3 separate regions of the Mus musculus genome follow, and all the other regions are linked to region 3. A link is a contact called in public HiChIP or PLAC-seq data. All regions are on one chromosome and are shown on one strand. Each heading gives the region's core, a stretch centred on a gene start, on an enhancer-like site or on the middle of the called end of the contact. The rest is flanking DNA. Distances are from core to core; before and after follow the strand shown. Region 1 has its middle 60 kb from the start of Zfp281. Region 2 has its middle 32 kb from the start of Platr22. Region 3 has its middle 18 kb from the start of Gm34056.

The links. HiChIP or PLAC-seq counts read pairs in DNA pulled down with a chosen protein or histone mark.
Region 1: a contact with region 3 is called in an H3K27ac HiChIP or PLAC-seq map of embryonic stem cells, with 30 read pairs. The contact joins two enhancer-like sites. A contact is called at or near these places in 4 of 39 promoter capture datasets (the HPC-7 cell line, liver and stem cell-derived epiblast-like cells), 3 of 15 datasets of contacts at CTCF or cohesin (CD8 T cells, the NIH/3T3 cell line and large pre-B cells), 14 of 484 Hi-C or Micro-C datasets (B cells, CD4 T cells, CD8 T cells and 8 more) and 10 of 115 datasets of contacts at active chromatin or transcription factors (CD4 single positive thymocytes, CD8 T cells, bone marrow-derived macrophages and 3 more).
Region 2: an H3K27ac HiChIP or PLAC-seq map of embryonic stem cells shows a contact between it and region 3, with 21 read pairs. The contact joins two enhancer-like sites. A contact is called at or near these places in 3 of 39 promoter capture datasets (the HPC-7 cell line, stem cell-derived epiblast-like cells and trophoblast stem cells), 3 of 15 datasets of contacts at CTCF or cohesin (CD8 T cells, embryonic stem cells and large pre-B cells), 27 of 484 Hi-C or Micro-C datasets (B cells, CD4 T cells, CD8 T cells and 9 more), 5 of 115 datasets of contacts at active chromatin or transcription factors (CD8 T cells and embryonic stem cells) and 1 of 9 other capture datasets (embryonic stem cells).

The regions. Positions count from the first base shown.
Region 1 is chr1:136,563,912-136,566,750 of GRCm38.p6, forward strand. No RefSeq gene overlaps it. Among named protein-coding and RNA genes, the nearest start is that of Zfp281, 60 kb to the right of the region's middle. Within about 2 kb of position 1,285, at least 19 of the 459 cell types and tissues checked have an H3K27ac peak or open chromatin away from gene starts, as enhancers often do. A contact at or near this core is called in embryonic stem cells, where this site is marked.
Region 2 is chr1:136,727,153-136,729,852 of GRCm38.p6, forward strand. No RefSeq gene overlaps it. Among named protein-coding and RNA genes, the nearest start is that of Platr22, 32 kb to the left of the region's middle. Within about 2 kb of position 1,344, at least 12 of the 459 cell types and tissues checked have an H3K27ac peak or open chromatin away from gene starts, as enhancers often do. A contact at or near this core is called in embryonic stem cells, where this site is marked.
Region 3 is chr1:136,643,287-136,646,060 of GRCm38.p6, forward strand. No RefSeq gene overlaps it. Among named protein-coding and RNA genes, the nearest start is that of Gm34056, 18 kb to the right of the region's middle. Within about 2 kb of position 1,380, at least 11 of the 459 cell types and tissues checked have an H3K27ac peak or open chromatin away from gene starts, as enhancers often do. A contact at or near this core is called in embryonic stem cells, where this site is marked.

The sequences.
Region 1 (2,839 bases), core at 35-2,534, 79 kb before region 3:
GGGCATCAGATCCATGGAACTGGAGTGGTGAGCTGCTGTGTGGGCTCTGAGAATGGAATCCGGATCCTCCAGAAAAGCAGCCAGTGCTCTGGGTCACTAAGCTATCTTTCCTGGTCTCGATCAGATCATTTAAAATAGTGCTCTCAATGCTGGCAAACATAGGGAATAGATTAGCAACCTAGGACTCCACTTGGTTTGGGTCAGGAATTCCCACCCCTCTTCTGATAACATAGTTAGCAGACTGGTTTCTTTTCCTACATATACTATTTGCACATATACATCTCAGAATAGTTCACCTAGCACCCCCTCACTTGCAATGACCTATATCATACACCCCTCTCTAAGCAATAGCATCAGTTTCTCCTCCCCTACCAAGAATCAAGTCTAGACAATTTCTATTTAAATATATTCCCAATGTACCCACATACAGAGAATAAAAAGGCTGATTTGGGCTGCCCTGCTTTGGGGTGCTTGAGAAATAAGGCAAAACTGTGTCTTCAAGCGAACTTTGAGGGAGAATCCGTTCATCAGCTTATACCTATGCAAAATCAGGCAGGCATACGGTTAAAACAAGAGGCATTATGGGTAAGGACATGATCAGCAGAAAAATGGTCATTTGATCGAATCTGTCAACCAAAACAAAACCACGGCACTACGGTCCTTCTCTGAACATTCCGTGGAAGCCTCCTGAACGTTAAAGAAGTGTTGCTCAAGGTACATACATATCAGTGCACCACATAAGTCAATGCCCTAGTCAGGGATGCTGGTGCGTGCCTGTCTGCCCAGGCCGTGGAAGGATGAGGCAGAAGGATTGTAAGTTGAAAGGTTGAAAGCCTCTCTGGGTTATGTAATGAATGAGACCCTATCTCAAAAAAAAAAAAAAAAAAGTGGGAGGAGAATAAATACTTAAAATAAAATAATAAAACAGTGCTCTCTCTCTCTCCCCCACTTCACATTGTCCCTAGCGTTAATAAATACCCAATGCATGTTTCATCCATCCAACCAACCTACATTTAAGACAAACACTATGAGTAGTGTGCTCAGTACTGGTACTCAAAAGAAGATGCAGGAAAGAAAGTAGAAAGCTGCAGAATTACTTTGATGTCAGCCTTCGGCGGGCCAGCCAGGCGCATACAAACTCCATTTTGGCTTGTACATGGCCAGTTACTTCCACCAGGGGGTGTTCAGGGATAGAAGAAAAGATGCAGGTGCTGGAGGGACCATTGCCACCCCCCAGACCTGGCCCCTCCCCAGGGCTCCTGGAGGACACTTCCTTAGGCCTGTCCAGCCTCACCTCATCCTTGGACTGTGGCTCCTCCACAGTCATGCTTCCTGCTTTGGCCCTGGCTCCTCTCCTCTCCCTCACCCCATTTGACTCACTCAGACTTTCACCCACGAGCCACTCCTGCCAAGCACTGGCTTCAGTTAATCTCTCCTCACCTGGAAGCAGCTCTTAGGATATCCTAACATTCTGCAGAGCTGGAGAGACAGCTCACAAGTACCTATAACTCTGGGTCCAGGGTATCTGATATCCTCCTCTGGCCTTTGCAGACACTCACATACACCCACACATGCACATAAACAAACAAACAGAAAATAATGTTCTATATAACTTAATTTCTGCACTGTTGGTTTCAGCTCAGAAGGGATTGCTTTTGTGAGCAAGGATTTTTGTTTTATTAGCTGATCTACTCCATTTCTAAAGCAATAGCAAGGTGTAGAACCCAATAAACATCTATTAGTTTTTTGTTTTGTTTTCTTTCTTAACATATGGGTATTTATTGAAAACATTCATCAGTCCCTGTGACCATACAAAGGGAGATGGCTTTTATGAGAATGTACATTGTTTGAACTTTGCCATTTCTAATAGACACAGCTGGGCTGAGCACTGTGCATGAATAACTAGAACTCAGAGTATCTGGGCACTGAGCAAATGCATAAACTCAGCTGGGGAGCTAGGAGCCTTGGCCATATCCCCAACCACCCACCACCACCACCCACACCTGCCCTCACTAGCAGGGAGGGCCTGCCACACCTTCCCAGGCTGTGTGGCCTCGGGGGAAAGTCCCTGAACTCCAGGTGTTCTCATTCCATATAAAGGAGGCACAAAATTCCTGGAAAGTTGGAGCTTATGTTACTGCATCTTTGCTAGAAGATCTTCTCAGACAAGAAGCTGGTAGCGTTTAGTCTCTCAGAGGCTGGAGAAGGCCATGGAGGGTCTGACTACACAAAACCTGAAACAGAATTTAAGGTCCTCGGCTACTCAGTGAGTTGGAGGCTAGCCTGGGACACATGAGACCCATCTCAAAAACAAAGCAAAACAAATCCAACCGATCAGTTAAAACTTGCTTCCCTCCACTAAAAAGTACTAGAAGTTCCTCAGGCGCCTAGAAGTTAGAAGAATTACTGAGATCTGCTCAGAGAACTCTTTTAAATTAAATGGGAGGAGAGAAAGGTGTGAAATAATATATAATCCTTAATCCTTCCTAGCAGTACATAGAGAAGTTCCTGCATACTCCAAAGTGAAGGGGCATACCCTTGGCAGAGATGGCTCATTTCCCTGTTTCCTGCTGACTATAATGGCTGTAAGTATTCCAGACAACGCGCCATTGTAGGGACTCCGAAGTTCGCCCTTGAGCCTTCTGTGGTGGTTTGAATAGTTATGGTGTTTGAATGCTTACCCCATAGGGAGTGGCACTATTAGGAGGAAGTATGTCACTGCTGGGGCGGGCTTTGAGGTCTTAGATGCTCAAAGTAGGCCTAGCATCTCAGTCACCTCCTGCTGCCTGTGGATCAGGTTGTTGAACCCTCAGCTCCTTCTCCAGCACCAGGTCTGCCT
Region 2 (2,700 bases), core at 94-2,593, 84 kb after region 3:
GCATTTTTTTTATCTTTAAGTTAGTTTAAATGTCAATATTTTAGGCAGAAGATTCTGGGTCCCTCCTTCCTCCAGGGTTTCTTTGTGTAGCCCTGGCTGTTTTGGAACTTGTTCTGTAGAGCAGGCTGATCTCAACTCTCACGCATCTGCCTGCCTCTGCCTCTCAGAGTGCTGGGATTAAAGGTATATGCCCCTACTGTCTAGCATTTCTGGGTCTTTTAAAAAAAGATTTATTTATTATTATAATCTAAGTATACTATAGCTGTCTTCCGGTGTACTAGGAGAGGGTGTCAGATCCCATTACAGTTGGTTGTGAACCACCATGTGGTTGATGGAACTTGAACTCAGGACCTTCAGAAGAGCAGTCAGTGCTCTTAACCGCCAAGCCATCTTTCTCCAGCCCCTGTTTCTGGGTCTTAATGTGGCTGATGACAATGATGTAGCTCAGGATTAACTTAATTGCTTACTGATATATGCCGTGTGCTACCTGTGATTCTTAGCTATGGAATTAAGCTTTCACTGAAGTCCAAAACAAGTCTGAGGTCAAGTGTCAATGGGACCAGGGCTTGGTGGGCTTGGTGAGGCCCATTGTGCCTATTGCTTCTTTTCCTTGAAAAGTTGCCATAAATTTCTGTTATTAGGGAGCATGGAACAAATAGATGGACCTTCAGTGTCGCCAGCTGTCCTGTAGGGAGAAGATGATAGATAGAGAGGGCCTGGTGACAGTTGACAAATATCAACAGAAGGGATGCAAATGTCTCGGGGAGAATAGAATTTGGAAACTGTTTGCCTGCCTGCTTGGGTTCATTTTTCACAGTCCAGTTCAAACTGTGAGGCTCCCTTGAAATGTAAAATAGCCTCGGGGCAGAACCCTGGAGCCAGGAATTTGCATCTGAGTTCAGCTTCTTTCAGATAATAATTACTGTTAGAAGGACCTCTGTGGGTCAATCCGCCACCAATCAATTAGTATTTATGGAAATGTGTTTTCTGTCTAGTCTTCCATTAAATGTTGTGAGCAACAGGAGACAAACTGAACCCTAATCCCCCTGTTGTATTCCTGTTGTCCTGCTGTGTGGGGCCTGGGTAGAGAGTGAGCGATGGGAGCCGGGTGGAGGCGGGAGTCAACACAATTGTTTAATGGTTATTTATTATATCAGTGCTGGGATTTGAACCTAGGGTCTCTGACTAGGCAAGTACTCTACCACTGAACTACATCTCCACAGTTCTCCCCCTGCCCCTTATATAAAATTTGAGACATCACTAAAATCTCCAGGCTAGCCTTGTACTTGGCAGTCCTCCTGTCAGCTTCCACCAGGCTTCCCTGGTTAGGTGTTTCAATGTGAGCCATTGTGGCTCAGGGACAAACTCTCTCTTAGACTTCTCTCCTCCCATTAGTCCCAGTGCCTGACACACCTGGAGTTGTTCCCGTTTATAAAATGTTTTTATAAAATGTTTTTATTGGATAACAGACCAGATGAGTTTCAGTTTGAAATTCCCTAAGCTGCTGTTTAGTTCTCAGGGGCGAGGTGTGTGTGTGTGTGTGTGTGTGTGTGTGTGTGTGTGTGTGTGTGTGTATTTTCCTGTTAACTGTGACCCAGAAGGCTGATGGGTCTGGACCAGGGTGGGTGGCCTTTTCTCCTGACCACTTCATCTGTCTATACCTTGGGGACTGTTTTAAAAGCTCCAGGTGTGGGGGAAAGGAGCGACGGACTCAACCAAAATGGAGTGCAGCACACTTTGATTTAATTTCTCCATAAAGGAAAAGGGCTCCTTTTCGGAACTTTTCTTATGCGAGATTCTGACATGTTGGCCCCATGTACTGTTACTTAGGGCAAAAAGGTAAAAACGAAACAAAAGCAACCCTCCCCCAACCTCAGCCACCCACGGATTTATAAAATTCACAAATAGCACTAAGGTTAGTGTATTTTCAGGTGTGGTACAGGTCTGTAATCTTAGCGGAGGCAGGTGAATTGTCTCTGAGCTTGAGGTCAGTCTGGGCTACACAGTCAATTCTAGAATAGCCTTGTCCATCAACTTCTTTGAAATTTTATTTATTCTGCATTTTGTTATTGTGGATTGTTTTAAAGATTTATATATTTATTTTATGTAGTATTTTATGTACTACGCCTTAGAAGAAGGCATCAGATCTCATTACAGATGGTTGTGAGTGTTCAGCAGTGGTGGCGCATGCCTTTAACCCCAGCACTTGAGAGGCAGAGGCAGACAGATTTCTGAGTTTGAGGCCAGCCTGGTCTACAGAGTGAGTTCCAGGACAGCCAGGGCTACACAGAGAAACCCTGTCTCGAAGGAAAAAAAAAAAAAAAGATGGTTGTGAGCCACCATGTGGTTGCTGGGAATTGAACTCAGGAAGAACAGTCAGTGCCCTTAACCGCTGAGCCATCTCACCAGCCCTGTGGATTGTTTTAAAAATTATGTAGGCTCTCATATAGCCCAGGCTGGGCTTGAGTTTATCTAGCAGCTGAAGATGGCCTTGAACTTCTGACCCTCCCATCTTCATCTCCCAAGCAGGGATTACAGACATGAACCACTGCTCTGGGTTTATGCAGAGCCTGGGATCCCCACCCCCACCCACCCCCTGGTCTCAGTGCCAGGCAGGCATGCCACCCATTGAGCCCCAGCCCATCCCTCAGAATGCTTCTTGACAAAACGCATATGACATTTGAAGCCCAGAAGGAGAAT
Region 3 (2,774 bases), core at 130-2,629:
ACTGGGACTAAAGGCATGCGCCATCACGCCCGGCAAGATGTAAGGATTTTAAAAGAGTAGTTAGACCCTACCTGATGGCCCAGGTCTGTAATTCTAGCCACAGGGGAGGCTGAGAAAGGAAGATTGAAAGTTCAAGGCTAACCAAGGCAATTTAATGAGATCCTTGTTCTAAATAATGAGAAGGCCCGGCAGTGGTGGCCCATGCCTTTAATCCCAGCAACTTAGGAGGCAGAGGCAGGTGGATTTCTGAGTTCGAGGCCAGCCAGGGTTAAACAGAGAAACCCTGTCTTGAGGGAAAAAAACAAAACAAAACAAAAAAAACTCTGTTTCAGTGTCTCCATTTTTAAAATATGACTTCACTCCATAACTGTATTTATTGAGTGCCAGGTACTGTTAGCTGCCAACAGCAATAAAGAGTCAGATGGGTGGTGGATAATCTGATCTAATTACATTATCTCTATATTTAATACACATGCAAACACGGTGTATGTGAGGACACACGAGGATATATATGGATATATATGTGTGTGTGTGTGTGTGTGTGTGTGTGTGTGTGTGTGTATAGTGCGTCTAATGAAATTGTACAAAAAAAAGATTGGAAAAAAAAACCTCTTCCTCTCAACAGCTTAAGTAAAGCCTTTGACAAAGAGTGGTGGCCATGGTGTTGCCCACCTTTAACCTTAGAAGTCTGAAGGCAGAGGCCAGTGCCTCTTGGACTTCAAGGGTAGCCTGGTTTACATATAAGAACTCTAGACCAGCCTAGGCTACGTAGAGAGACACTGTCTCAAAAAGAACAACAACAACAACAACAACAAAAACCCTAAATAAATAAATAAATAAATAAATAAATAAATAAAATGTTAAAGTGGGCATGAAGCGGGTGTTAAGAGAGGCGAAGGACACCACGGTCTGTGCAGTCAGCATTCACCTTAGTTTAGAATTCTGGAGACTTGACAGACACGAAGGAATTAGGCAAGCAGAGAGCATACAGAAGACAAGTGTCAAAGCCAGAAAGGCAGCATATGGGATGAAAGGGCCCTGGTTCCACTGACCCCAGAGCCCTAGTCTTTCTCAACTCTCCCCCGACTTTTACCATCGCTAATGGCCCAAGGGTATGTCCGCAGTTGGTTCTGTCACTACCCGGGAGCAAGCCAGCATTCTCTCCCTTTCATACTGCTCGACCGTCCTAACTCTATAGTTGACCCTGCAATCCATTCCCTTCTGAATCCCTCGAATCATTCCCGTTTCAAACTGCAGCCTGCTCTGGCAGCTGCCCCTCTCTCTCCCTGGGAGTAACAGCCATCCTTCCGGTGAGGCCTGCACAGCCACTCCCTGATGGCTCCTCTCAGCTCCCATCCTATACTCCTCTCCCCACAGGAAGGCACTCTTGGAAACACCACATCTGCTTCTCTTGTTCATGGCCACACCAGTGGTATTTGCACATGTCCTGGCTCCTGGAAGAAGGTACCCAATGTCTGTCAGTGTGGAGAACAGCCTCCCTTTACAGGAAAGGAGGCTGAAAGAATGCCAGAGGCCATGGTTGTAGGAAGTGAGTACCAGAGCACACAGAGGAAGCGTTAAATGGGAAAAAGTGTGGCCAGAAGTGGGGAAGCCGAGAGGGTATGAGGTTTGCGGTAGAATTTGGCTGTTTAGTTGTAGCACAGCAGGTAGACCAAAACCAAAGAGATGGAGCAGTGTTTAATGAGCACACTGTCAACACTCCTGGGTGTCTGGGCATCTGCTGTAAGTCAGCTACTCTTTCTAGATATGCTTGATTGGAGAACTTAGTGCTTTCTTCTTCGCTTTTTGAGGTAGCCTTATTATTTAGGCTGGCCTAGAATTTGCTGTGAAGTCCATGCGAGCCTCGAACTCATGATCCCCCTGCCTCTGCTTCCTAAATGCCTAGATTTCAGGTCTGTACCACCAAGCCTACCACTTAGAATTTAAAGTGTAGTATTGGTGGTTTAGTGGCAGGCATAGCTGCCTTCCAGAGGAAATCTGGTTTCTAATCGTAGGACAGAAAGAATAGTTTACTACTGATTTTATAGAAGCTTTCAAATGCTTTTTCTGTGAACTGCACAGTAAAGAAACTTACGTCGCCTAGTCTGTACACCGTAAACTTACCAAGCTGATATGGAAATATTATGTCTATTATTGACCTCTGATATGATTTATCCTATTTTAATTTTTTTTTAAGAGTGCTGGCTAAAATCCACCAGAAAGTAGCTTATAACTTGAAATTCACAGTCTGAGGTGCTGAAGAGTTCGATTGAGAGAAGGGATGATAAGTGCTGGTCTTCACCCTGCCCTTTCTGTTTGGTGGGGGTGGAGTGGGGATGATAGTGGGGGCAGGTGTGTGTGTGTGTGTGTGTGTGTGTGTGTGTGTGTGTGCGTGCACGCGCGTGTGCCCGCTGGGATTGGAGCCCAGACCTTGTAGATACTTAGCAAGCACTTCACTACTGAACTGTAACCCCCACCCCGCTCCAGCTCATTCTTTATGTTATTTTCAAACAAGATTTCACCAAGTTACCCAGGCTGGCTGTGAATTTGTAATTCTGCCATAATCCTAGAATCCAGAGTAGCTGGATGATAGTCCCGCCATCACCCACCTTATCCTTTTAAAGGGGGAAAGCAAAACCAGACCTTTCATTTGTGACTCCAGCATTTATTTACATCAGTCCTTAGAACAAGGTCTTAATATTGTTTAATGAGGAAGCAAATAATTTGAAGGTCTGTCCCAATTCCTTGTCCTTCCTGTTTCCAAACGTCAGACA